Regions from separate parts of the Sus scrofa genome. Here region 2 is linked to region 1. Evidence: chromatin contacts called from public Hi-C data. All regions are on one chromosome and are shown on one strand. The core of a region is the stretch at or near the end of the contact, and the rest is flanking DNA. Distances in the headings are between cores, read along the strand shown. Region 1 has its middle 81 kb from the start of BTG1. Region 2 overlaps LOC102159120 (a long non-coding RNA gene).

What was found. Hi-C and Micro-C count contacts between places; a contact is called where the count stands out from the background.
Region 2: a Hi-C map of liver shows a contact between it and region 1, with 3 times the contacts expected there. The contact joins two enhancer-like sites. A contact is called at or near these places in 1 of 47 Hi-C or Micro-C datasets (liver) and 1 of 2 datasets of contacts at active chromatin or transcription factors (alveolar macrophages).

The regions. Positions count from the first base shown.
Region 1 is chr5:90,893,658-90,899,366 of Sscrofa11.1, reverse strand. No RefSeq gene overlaps it. Among named protein-coding and RNA genes, the nearest start is that of BTG1, 81 kb to the right of the region's middle. Within about 2 kb of position 4,001, at least 29 of the 83 cell types and tissues checked have an H3K27ac peak or open chromatin away from gene starts, as enhancers often do. A contact at or near this core is called in liver, where this site is marked.
Region 2 is chr5:91,114,696-91,119,993 of Sscrofa11.1, reverse strand. It overlaps LOC102159120 (a long non-coding RNA gene), which reads right to left. Exons shown (of 9, transcript XR_002344338.1): 9 at 5,168-5,298. Among named protein-coding and RNA genes, the nearest start is that of BTG1, 300 kb to the right of the region's middle. Within about 2 kb of position 3,368, at least 24 of the 83 cell types and tissues checked have an H3K27ac peak or open chromatin away from gene starts, as enhancers often do. A contact at or near this core is called in liver, where this site is marked.

The DNA of each region.
Region 1 (5,709 bases), core at 2,752-5,251:
CTTTTTTTTTTTTTTTTTTTTTTTGCTTTTTAGGGCTGCACCAGAGGCATGTGGAGGTTCCCAGGCTAGGTGTCAAATCAGAGCTTCAGCTGCCAGCCTACACCACAGCCACAGCAACACGGGATCCGAGCCACACCTGGGACCTCCACCACAGCTCACGGCAATGCCAGACACTTAACCCACTGAGCAAGGCCAGGGATCAAACCCATATCCTCATGGATACTAGTCAAATTCGTTAACCGCTGAGCCACGACGGGAAATCCAAGGACCAACCTTCATTCAATCATTCATTACACTTGTGTAGACAGAGCACTTAGTCTGTGCTCAAACCCACTGTCCTCCACTCTACAGAAACAAAGCTAAGAAAAAGGAAAGGAGACACGAGCCCTGCCATTGTGGAATCTGTAGTCTGGTAACCATCCCTGTATCAATCTTACCCAATTATTCAAGCAAGAGATGATCTCTCGTGCACCTCCCTTCCCATCTGCATGGTACCTGATTGTCCATTGGACAGTCATCCAGTACAACTCTGCAGAGTTATCTTACTCTAGGATTAGTTTGAGGATAACAGTAATACAATCGGTAGCTTTCACTAACTGAATCTCCTCTATGCCAGGCACTCACTCTACTTACCTTGTCTCTCGTTTTCTCACTGACATTGCCTGAAAGGGATGATTTTCTCTCTTTTTAACAAATGAAGCACTTGAGGTGCACAGATGATAAGTGAACTGCCTAAGGGCACATAATTAATGAATGACATTATCAGTGTGAGAACACAGGTCCCCTAGCTCCAGAGGCGCTCTCCGCAACACATCACACTGTTTGGACTTCATTGCACCATGCACAGAGGTAGGGAAGAGTCAGTAAACAGTGAGACATGATAATGGCAGGAAGAAAACATGGTTTTGCAACTTAACAGACTTGCACGCAATTTCTAGCTACACCACTGATGGGTGATGTCATTTTGGGCAAATGCATGAACCTCTCTGTACTCTGATGTCCTCGTTTTAAAATCACCACTGCAAGGGAGTTCCTGTCGTGGCTCAGTGGTTAACGAATCCGATGAGAAACCATGAAGTTGCGAGTTTGATCCTGGCCTCGCTCAGTGGGTTAAGGATCCAGCGTTGCCACGAGCTGTGGTGTAGGTTGCAGACACGGCTCGGATCCCACATTGCTGTGGCTGTGGTGTAGGCCGGCGGCTACAGCTCCGATTAGACCCCTAGCCTGGGAACCTCCATATGCCGTGGGAGTGGCCCTAGAAAAGGCAAAAAGATGAAAAAATTAATTAATTAATTAAATTTAAAAAAAATAAAATCACCACTGCAAAATGCAAATAAATAAAGCCATTTATCCCACAGGGTTGTTGCAAGGATTAAATGAATAATAAATACTTGCAAAAGCACCGGGTGTATCACTGACGCCTCTCCTCCCTTTGTGGATGCAGATCCTTTAGACGTTTGCCACCCACCTTACTGTCACTGATGTAAGTTCTTAAGTTTGATACTAAGGAGCCCCAGCAGAAGGGCCTTTCAAGGACCTGCAAGTATATTAAAGAGGCAGATCCTGGCACTGAGAGAGAAAAGCAGTGCAGGTAAGAGGAGATGGAAAACCAATCTAGAAACCAGGCAACGGGAGGCAATGTGGCTCCTTTTGTTAGGAAAGCTTTTCCCAAGCAGGGCCTTGAAGCTTTTCCATGTCAGAAGCATTTTAAATGCTTTGCTCAGGTGCACGTATATGATGATATTGCTTCTGTGGCAAAGAAAGCATAGTCTTATCAAAATGCTATTGATTTTTTTCAGAAGAAATCTCAAGCCCTTGTTAATGGAACCTTGCAAACAAGCTCAAAAGCCCACTCTTTTTTCTATAGGCTGGCTATCCACTCCAGGATATAGCATAGCTAATAAACTTTCATGCTTATTAAATTTTTACTAAGCATTCTGAGATCCCTCATACCTCTACCACTTTGTTAGTCCACTTTTTTAAAAAAAGCACTAGGAGGAGATTATTATTTTGTATGTTGCAAGTGAGCAAACTGAAGCTCAGAAAGGTTAAGTGTTTTGCACAAGATCACACAGTTAGAAGTTGTTGGTGAGATTTGAGTTGATTCAGTCATTTATTCAATAAATATTTACTATTAAGTGTCAGGTCTACATGACTCTAAAGTAATATTCTTTCCCCTAATTCTTCCTAGTAAAATAAATGATATAATAATATCCTATCATTAATAATGTTCTCTCAAAAAGTGGAGCAGGGAGTTCCCTTCGTGGCTCAGCGGTTAACGAACCTGACTAGGATCCATGAGGAAGTGGGTTCGATCCCTGGCCTTGTTCAGTGGGTTAAGGATCCAGCGTTGCCCTGCGCTATGGCGTAGGTGGCAGACACGGCTCAGATCCTGTCTGGCTGTGGCTGTGGTGTAGGCCGGCAGCTGCAGCTCTGGTTTGACCCCTAGCCTGGGAACTTCCAGATGCCGTGAATACGGCCCTAAAAATAAAAAACAAAAAACAAAAAGGGAAGCAGTTTGGCCTTATGGCTTAGAAAAAATATAATCAGCTGATTGGCCTGGCCGAGCAAGTATCCACATGGCTCAACATGACTCTACTTTCAAAGCTGGAGGCTTAAAAAGAATCGTCCTGCACAGTCAGAAGTGCCATTCTCAGACAAGAATATGTGAGTGTGTGTGCTTAACTGCCTATAAAACTTTGTGAGGATGATACACTTCGGAACTTCTACTTATTCGAAAGTTGAAAAGAAGTGAAAATCAGTATATGCAACTCACTAAAGAGGGAAAAGCCAACTGTCCCAGGGCTTTGTAGTTATAAAGGCAGGATGATCCTTTTCAGTAACATAAATGATGCGTTTTAGCCTCATACCAATCCTGTGAGATCCAGAGGGTGGTGGTTGTTGTGCCCACTCCTGAGAGACTGAGGTTTGGGTTGTAAAGGTCATGGACACCTAGGCATGTCCAAATTCACATCACTATGTAATGGCAGGACTAAGGTTTGAACTTAGGTTCTACCTGCTCTTTCTGGTATGCAGCCTGCATTGGTCAGGATGAGCCAGGTTATGCTGCAGCAACACATGGCCTTCAGATCGCAAGGGCTCACAGTAACAAAGCTTGATCTCTTTTTCATGTCCCATGTTACCTGTGGCTTCGATGTAGTTTGTGTTTACAGCTGGACCCAGAGGACAAAGCGACCTCTACCTGGAATAGCCAGTTACGGGGCAGAGTGAGAGCAAGAGGGATGGACCTCACACTGGCTCTTAAAGCCTCTGGTAGAAGGTGGCCACCAGGAATTTCCTGGTGGCACAGTGGCTTAAGGACCCAGCGTTGCCACTGCTGTGGCATTACTTCGATCCCTGGCCTGGGAACTTCCACATGCCTATGCGGTGGCCAAAAAAAAAAAAAAAAAAAGAATAAAGTGACCGTCATCCTCAGGTCATTGGCCAGAACAAGTCACGTGGCCTTGTGCCCACACAATATAGCAGAGATGTATTATCTCTGGGGCCTCTCCCACAGCGAGAGGCCCCAAAGAGGAGTAAAACTGCTTCCGTTTCTATCAGCGTAGTGATGAAGGAAGGCATCGTGATCCTCCTTCCCACGTACAAGGAAGTTATTCTCTAATCAATACGGTACCAATTAAGAAACATTTCAGATAGGACCGACCCATCTCACATAATGTAAACACGAAATGATTAAACGAACTTAATATTTTAAAAAGCAACAGTCCTAAAATATGCCTGTTATGCATGAAACCCGCATTGGCAAAGAAAGCAGCTTTTGCTCTGGGAATAAACTTTCCGTTTCTGGCAGGAGAATTGGATAGCAACACTGAAGTGGTCCAGTGAATGGGCGTTAGAGTGTTATATTTGAATGTGTAATGAATAAACATTGGCAGAAACCCCGTTTGCCACGTGACTCCAAAACAAACACCAGTCAGTAGGGAACTACCAGCTGTGCTGAGCAGGGGGAAGAAAAAAAAAAAGCAAAAGCACACATACACCCTCCATCCTTGGAGCAAAAATCCCCTGCTGAAATCACCTCCCCCTAGAAGGCAGGGCACAGTGGAGTCTTACACGTGTTCCAGCACACAACCCCACCCCTGGAAAGTCCTCCTGGTAAAGCCATTTAAACAAAGTTCAGAGGAAGACAGAAGTAGGACATGAAACAGAGTTCAGGCATTCACAGAATCTTGCTTTCCCTTGTGTCAAGTGGCAGTTTTTGTTTTTGTCTTTTAAAGGAGCATTTAGCAAAAGTTTAAAGTAGCTAATTTCTAATGTCGGCTGACTTAAAATGTCCCTTGCAATTCTAAGCTCCTATGATTCTGTAAAGAAGTTTCTGGGGTGAGAAGCAACAAATCTATTTCCTTTTTTTGTTATTTTATGATTTTTATTTTTTCCATTATGGTTGATTTACAGTGTTCTGTCAATTTCTACTGTACAGTAAAGTGACCCAGCTATACATATATATATGAGTGTGTGTGTGTGTGTTGTGTATTTTTTTCTTCTTCTCACACTATTCTCCATCATGTTCCTTCATGCAACTCTATTTTCTTATTTAAGGATTGAAATAAAGAAAAAAAGGATGTGCCTTATATAATAAAATTTAACAGGGAACAACACTAAAAAAAATGTTCTATAAACTATAAAGTTGTCTTGTATTAGGCAATCTGCATATAAAATTCTCTTGCTTAAAATTTTTTGGCATTGAGTCCAGACTTGCTTTGTTGAAGTGACACTTCTCTAATACTCTTTCAGGGTAGGGAGGGAGGAGGAATGCCCTGACTTAGAACTTCACCTTAGACGCTCAGTAATGGTCACCCAAGGGAAGACTCATAAAGAATCACTGCCCTTTAGTTAACTTTCAAGTATGAGACACACTGTCCTCGGATAAAGGAGAACCATTACTGCCTGTCACATTTTAGATTAAATAATTACATTTCTATGTCTTGCTTTTTTCTTATGACTTTAAATAGAATTCATGGTGAAAGGAACCTAGATTACTAGGAAATGTTTCTGAGTAGGTCGAATTGTGCTTTTCTGAAATGCTTAGACGGAACGATAATTTTACTGGCATAATTGTTGCTAGCAAACCTCCACAACTGATATTCATATTTTAATGTAGCTATAAGTAAAATTGTGTCTCGGGTACCAAAATGCCAAAATGGAATATATAAGTGAAAGAAAGTAATGGTGGCAGGGGAGAAATGCATGTTAACTATGTTTCTCTGACACCAGACTTGGCAGCCTGCTGCTTCTCTAGATACTTTCTATAGAAAGAATTAATGGGCAGGAGATGTGTGGTCTTTTTTTGAATCTAACTGGATATAGAAACTCCTCTGATGGGTAACAGAGGCAGGTAGTACAAGAGGGAAGCCCACAAGAAAAGATGAGGTTCATGTTGGGAAGAGAGGATGAATTACAGTGTCACAGGATCAAAAGGTTTGAAAGAGGGTTGGGTCAATTGGGTCTTAAGCACACCTGTCTTCCTTCCAAACTAGTTCAAATTTCTCTTTGACTCCTAAATCAAATGTTTGGTAGGTAGTAGTAAGATTCAGTGAAACTCTACAGGGAATTAATAATTATATATGTGCATACATATATGGATGTGTGTATACATAGACACATGCACATATCTGGGGGATATATATAAAAATATATATGGCTGTGTATCTATATATCTGTATGGAGAGACATATAGGTACAGATAAA
Region 2 (5,298 bases), core at 2,119-4,618, 220 kb before region 1:
AACCTGTGAATTTTACACTCAGTTTATTGAACAATGACAACAAAACATCAGGGCCAATGATCGGGCATTTTCACAGGGATATCTACCTGGCAACATCCTTCTACTGTGTTTGATAAGAAGATGAGCCATTCTCAGGGTAGAGGCAGTTCTGAGACCATTCTATGAGATTGGGCAGCCTGGCAGGAAATCCAGAAGTAGCCCCACAATCCTCATCTCCTCTCCCTCCTGGAAATAACTCAATAAATTGCAACTGTAATAATGCTCTGCAGCCTTTGTATATTTGTTGGCTGAAAATGAATAAATGGAGACATTATAAAACTCTTGGATTCCCACAGTTGACTCTAATGAGAAACACACTTTGAGCTATCAACTCCAGATGGATCCCACAAAGGTCCAGAGCCCCTCCACCACCCAAGACTCGCCTCCTCTAAGCAAGGACAGTTTCATTGCAGTGATCCAAATCTTGATTACAACATATCCTTAATTGTTGAGTCGGTGATGTTGCTTTTGGACCAGATTTCATCACCCTGATTTGCCTAAAAACAAATCCCCCAAACTGCCCTCAGAATCAACATATTGCTATTTGCATTTAAAAATTAAGGAATAGCTGATGCTCAAGAGAAAAAGAAAAAAAAAAAGATCCCAGCTGTGAGAAGTTCACTTTAGGGCAATTGCTCTGGATGGAAGTAAGGGCCTGAGGTCCCTAGGAAATGAGAAGTGTTGAGAACAAACAAAGGAAGGGTTATGCTTCACTCACTAATTAGAAGACTCGGTTTCTGAAATGAGGAGGTCCTTGCAAGGTAAACAATGCCTGTGGGTGAATAGGGCTTTTAATGCATACTTCAGAAACTCACCCCCACCTCCATAGGTCCCAAGTTGTCTTGGAACTTATCACTTTATTTCTAAGGCAGATCACAGAGATAGCAGAATAACCTGTGAGACTATTTATCTCTCTAATTCTGACTGGTCCATTCTTTAAATTTCAGCTCCAACGTCAAATTTCTCTAAAGTTCCCCTCAATTCCCAAAGAAAAGAAAACAAAATGTTGCACTAGGAAAGATGATGAACTTGGGATTCAGTTCAAATGTTGACTTTTTGGTCTACTTGCTGGGGACCCTGGACACATGACTTAACTGCTCGGAGCCTCAGATAGCTCTGATAATAATCTTTACTCACCAAGTTAGATTCGTATGTGATGGTATGTGATTAATAACTGTTAGCTCCCCGCCAGCATGGCATCCACACTGAAATCAGTACATTCATGTAAACATTTCGGGCTTTGCCTTATAATGGGATTTGAATATGCATAACTTGCTTCTCTTCCAAGTCATGCAAATTGCTTTTCAAGAAGGGAAGATGTACATCCTTGTAGGCTCAGTGTACCTTCTGCAGCATGTGTTCAGTGTGTGCTCTTTGCAAGGAATTCAGTTGCTTTTTATTCATGGTAAAGGAGTGAACTTTGCTTCATAAGGCAAAGCAAATAATCATTAGTATAGACATTTCTCCAAAGGAAACAAACACATAGCCAAGAGTTATGCTAAAAAATGCTCAACATCCCTAATTATAAGGGAAATGCAAATCAGATCACAAGGAAATCACCTTACACCTGTTAGGATGGCCATTATTTTTTTTTTTTAAAGAAAAGAAAGAACAGTGTTGGCAAGGGTGTGGAGAAATTGAAACACTTGTGCACTGTTTGTGGAAATATAAAATGGTGGAGCCACTGTGGAAAACAGTATGGAGTTTCCTTTAAAAATAGAACCACCATATGATCTAGCAATCCTGCCTCTGGATATTCATCCAAGAGAATTGGAAACAAGATTTCCAGGAGCTGTTTGCACTGTGGTGTTCATTGCAGCATTTTTATAATAGCCAAGAAATGGAGACAATCTAAATGTCCTTTGGCAGATGAGTGGAAACAAAGAAAACTTAACATATACATGCAGTGGGATATTAGCCTTAAAAAGAAAGAAATCCTGTCATATGCTACATGGTGACCTCTGTAAAGTGAAAGAAGCCACTCACATAAGGACAAATACTACACGACTCCCTTTGTTTGGTATATCTGAAGTCATCAAACTCGCAGAAACAGAGCAGACTGATAGTTGGCGCGGGCTGGGGAGTGGAAAATGGGAAGGCGATGTTCAAATGGGTGTAGAGTTTCAGTCGTGCAAGAGAAAAAAGTTCTAGAGCTCTGCCACAAGCAGGGTTACCAATATGCACTTAAAAAAAAAAGTATTAAGAAGGTAAATTTCATGTTATGTGGTTTTTATCTCAATATAAAATAATAATTAATAATAATCTGTCCTGAATGCTTGTAAATCTTAACCTTTAGGACTTTCTTTAATATTTTTGGCACCCTGCTGCTTTAGTACCCTAGAGTTACAGAAAGTCAAAATGTATTCGCCTCAGACCAGCACTCACCTCTGGAACAGTGGTTTTTGATCTGAGCAGCAGTTCAGTCGCAGCAGTTCAACCAGGCGGGGCACCAGAGTAACGTCAAATACAGGCGAAGAATTAAGAGTTCAAGCTAAGGAGGCGAATCCCAGTCACACCTCTTACTGGCTTTGGCTCTTGAGAGAATTACCTGGGCTTTTTGCTTCACCTCCTCAGATGTAAAACAAGAATAACAATGCTTCCTTCACAGCACTGTTATCATAACTAAGTGAGATAATGCATGTAAAGCACCCCACTCTGTCAATATATCTATTACTTTTAATGTGTACTTAAAGTAGGTGAAGAACTCAGGCTGCCGATGAGTGTGTGTGTATGTGCATGTGTGCATGTGATTGGCTTGTTTTGTGCAGGTTAATCCTACGAAAGCATGACCTTCAACATTTCCGTATGGTTCAAATTATTTTGTCAAGTTCCAATTTTTGTCACAGTGGGTTGCTTTAGTTTTTTCATCTGCAAACTGTGCACTCCTGTGTGACATACTGTACGTGCTTTTTCCCTCTTCACATCTCCTCTCCTCATCTCCACCCCAATCTAGGAGGTTGTCTCTTACAGGCTCAGTAACATTTTTAAAATAAATCAATATTTTAAAAATTAATTTTTGGAAAAAAAGTACTGCAACTATTTCATCAGAAGAGAACAGAACTTTCTCATTTCTTTCCAAGTATTTCAAATTCAGAGTATTTTAACCGGAATATTTATGTAAACGTTTGCTTTCTGAGGGAGCTGCTGATGAGAGACTTTATTTAATAGAACCATACAGTGAAGGAATATAAGGGGGGCTGGACAGTTCATTTGTTTTGATTTCTAGGTTTATAATATAGGAAACCGAAACTGCATTGACCTAAGGGCTTGACTACCCAGGGCTCAGGCTGTGGTCTTCAGGCTCCTGTGACTTGGCTGCACTGAATCAAGATGCCAGTCTTCACAACAGCTGAGACCATAGTTGACAGAACAGCTTTCAGTGGACTTTGGAGGATTTCTGTTTATGGGGAAGAAATGTACTAGCATTTATTCCATTGTAACCTCTGAAAGTCTTTCTCCTCCTCTCCTCACAAAATTAAACACACACACACACACACACACACACACACACACACTTTTTTTACATATTCAGCCAAGAAACACATTCAAAGTCCTTCTGACCACCAGGGGGCCACCATGGGAACGGACAGTCCTACAGGGACTCCTGTCAGTGTTCTGTCGGTGCAAAACAATTGTGTGGATTACTAGAACTTGAAAGATACTGCTTTCCAGAAACTGGAATCTTTGTTCGGATGATACAGTTTTAGCTGTGCAACGTCACTCTGTCGGTGAAACACAGTGTCGCCCAAGAGACCACACTGACATTGCTGACTCAGACGACACCATGCAAGCAGAGTTGGAGTTGAATGTTCTCTTTTATTAATTGAAGTATAGTTGATTTACAATGTTGTGCTAATTTCTGCTGTATAGCAAAGTGATTTGGTATGTATGTGTAGATACATTCTTTTTTAATATTTTTATCAGGGTTTCTCACAGGATGTGGCATATGGTTTCCTGTGCCACACAGCAGGGCCTTGTTGTTTATTCATTCTATATGCAGTAGTTTACATCAGCTAACCTCAGCCTCCTGTTCTGTCCCTCCCCCAACCACCTCCCCCGTGGCAACTTCAAGTATGTTCTCTATATCTGTGAATGTTCTTAAACCAGACTTTAAACACATATCCTTTGCCTGACATTCACAGTCTCTTGTAATTTTAACTGACACAAGCTGAAAAAAAAAAATGACTTTCTAATAGAAAAGGTAGGTGTTCCCATAATTGTAGTGCTTAATCACTCCTATGACAGTTTGCTACCATTGGAAACTCAGATTTCTAATCCATCATGTGTAATGATAAGCACTGCATGTTTAGCAAAATTACATTAGCATTTCATTAAATATACACAGTAAAATGGGTGGCATTTCAAAAGCCCTAAAGACTTGTCATTTGCTGGAATCATTTAGGTTGGTAACTGTAATCACACTGCTCATTTGAAGCCAAGTCTCAATTATCCATGTATGGATTATCCACAAGAGACATTACATGATACCTCACATCAACAGTCACTGCTTCTTGTCTACAGATATGAGTCCAGGGGGCAAGAGGAGGGGATGCTTTAGAAAGCATTTGTTCCAGTGCCTGATTTCACAGATGGAAGGAACTGAGACCGAAAGAGGTTAAATGACTTGTCCAAGGTCAGTCAGCTGATAAATAGTAAAAACATAGAACTAGAATTCAGGTTTGTTTGATGCTAAGGCCAGAGTCTTGCACCAGCACCTTCTAAATAATTTACACATTGTTTTATTTTTTGGTTCTTCAGGATTTAACTTGTTTTTAGTTATGTAACAGTAACCTGTTTATATCACACATGTTAACAGAAATATTACCACTACGACAACTATGCAAAGAAAAATTGTACTTGGATGGGAAGTGCACATTGTCTATAGCATGTCCCTCTCCATTTTAAAATGTTAAATCTGTGGAAGCTCTTAATACAACTTAGTAAGACATAGATAACTGAGAGTAGTGCAAAAATAAATCTTGTCTATAGACACAGAAGTTCTATCCAATGGGCATTCATGGCAATAGAAAAAAAATGTGTTAGGATTTTGCCGTCAGGGGTTATCTCATCATCATTATTAAGAATAAGGATGAGATGATATCACTCCAAGTCCAAGAAAATATAACTAGATTGTACACAGATGCACCTTTATTTCCAGCAGACACACTTTCAAAGGGGTATTTGACAATATTTTGATACAATAAAATATGTAGCTCTCTCATTATTATTTGTTCTGATTAGCCTTTATGCATTGCCCAA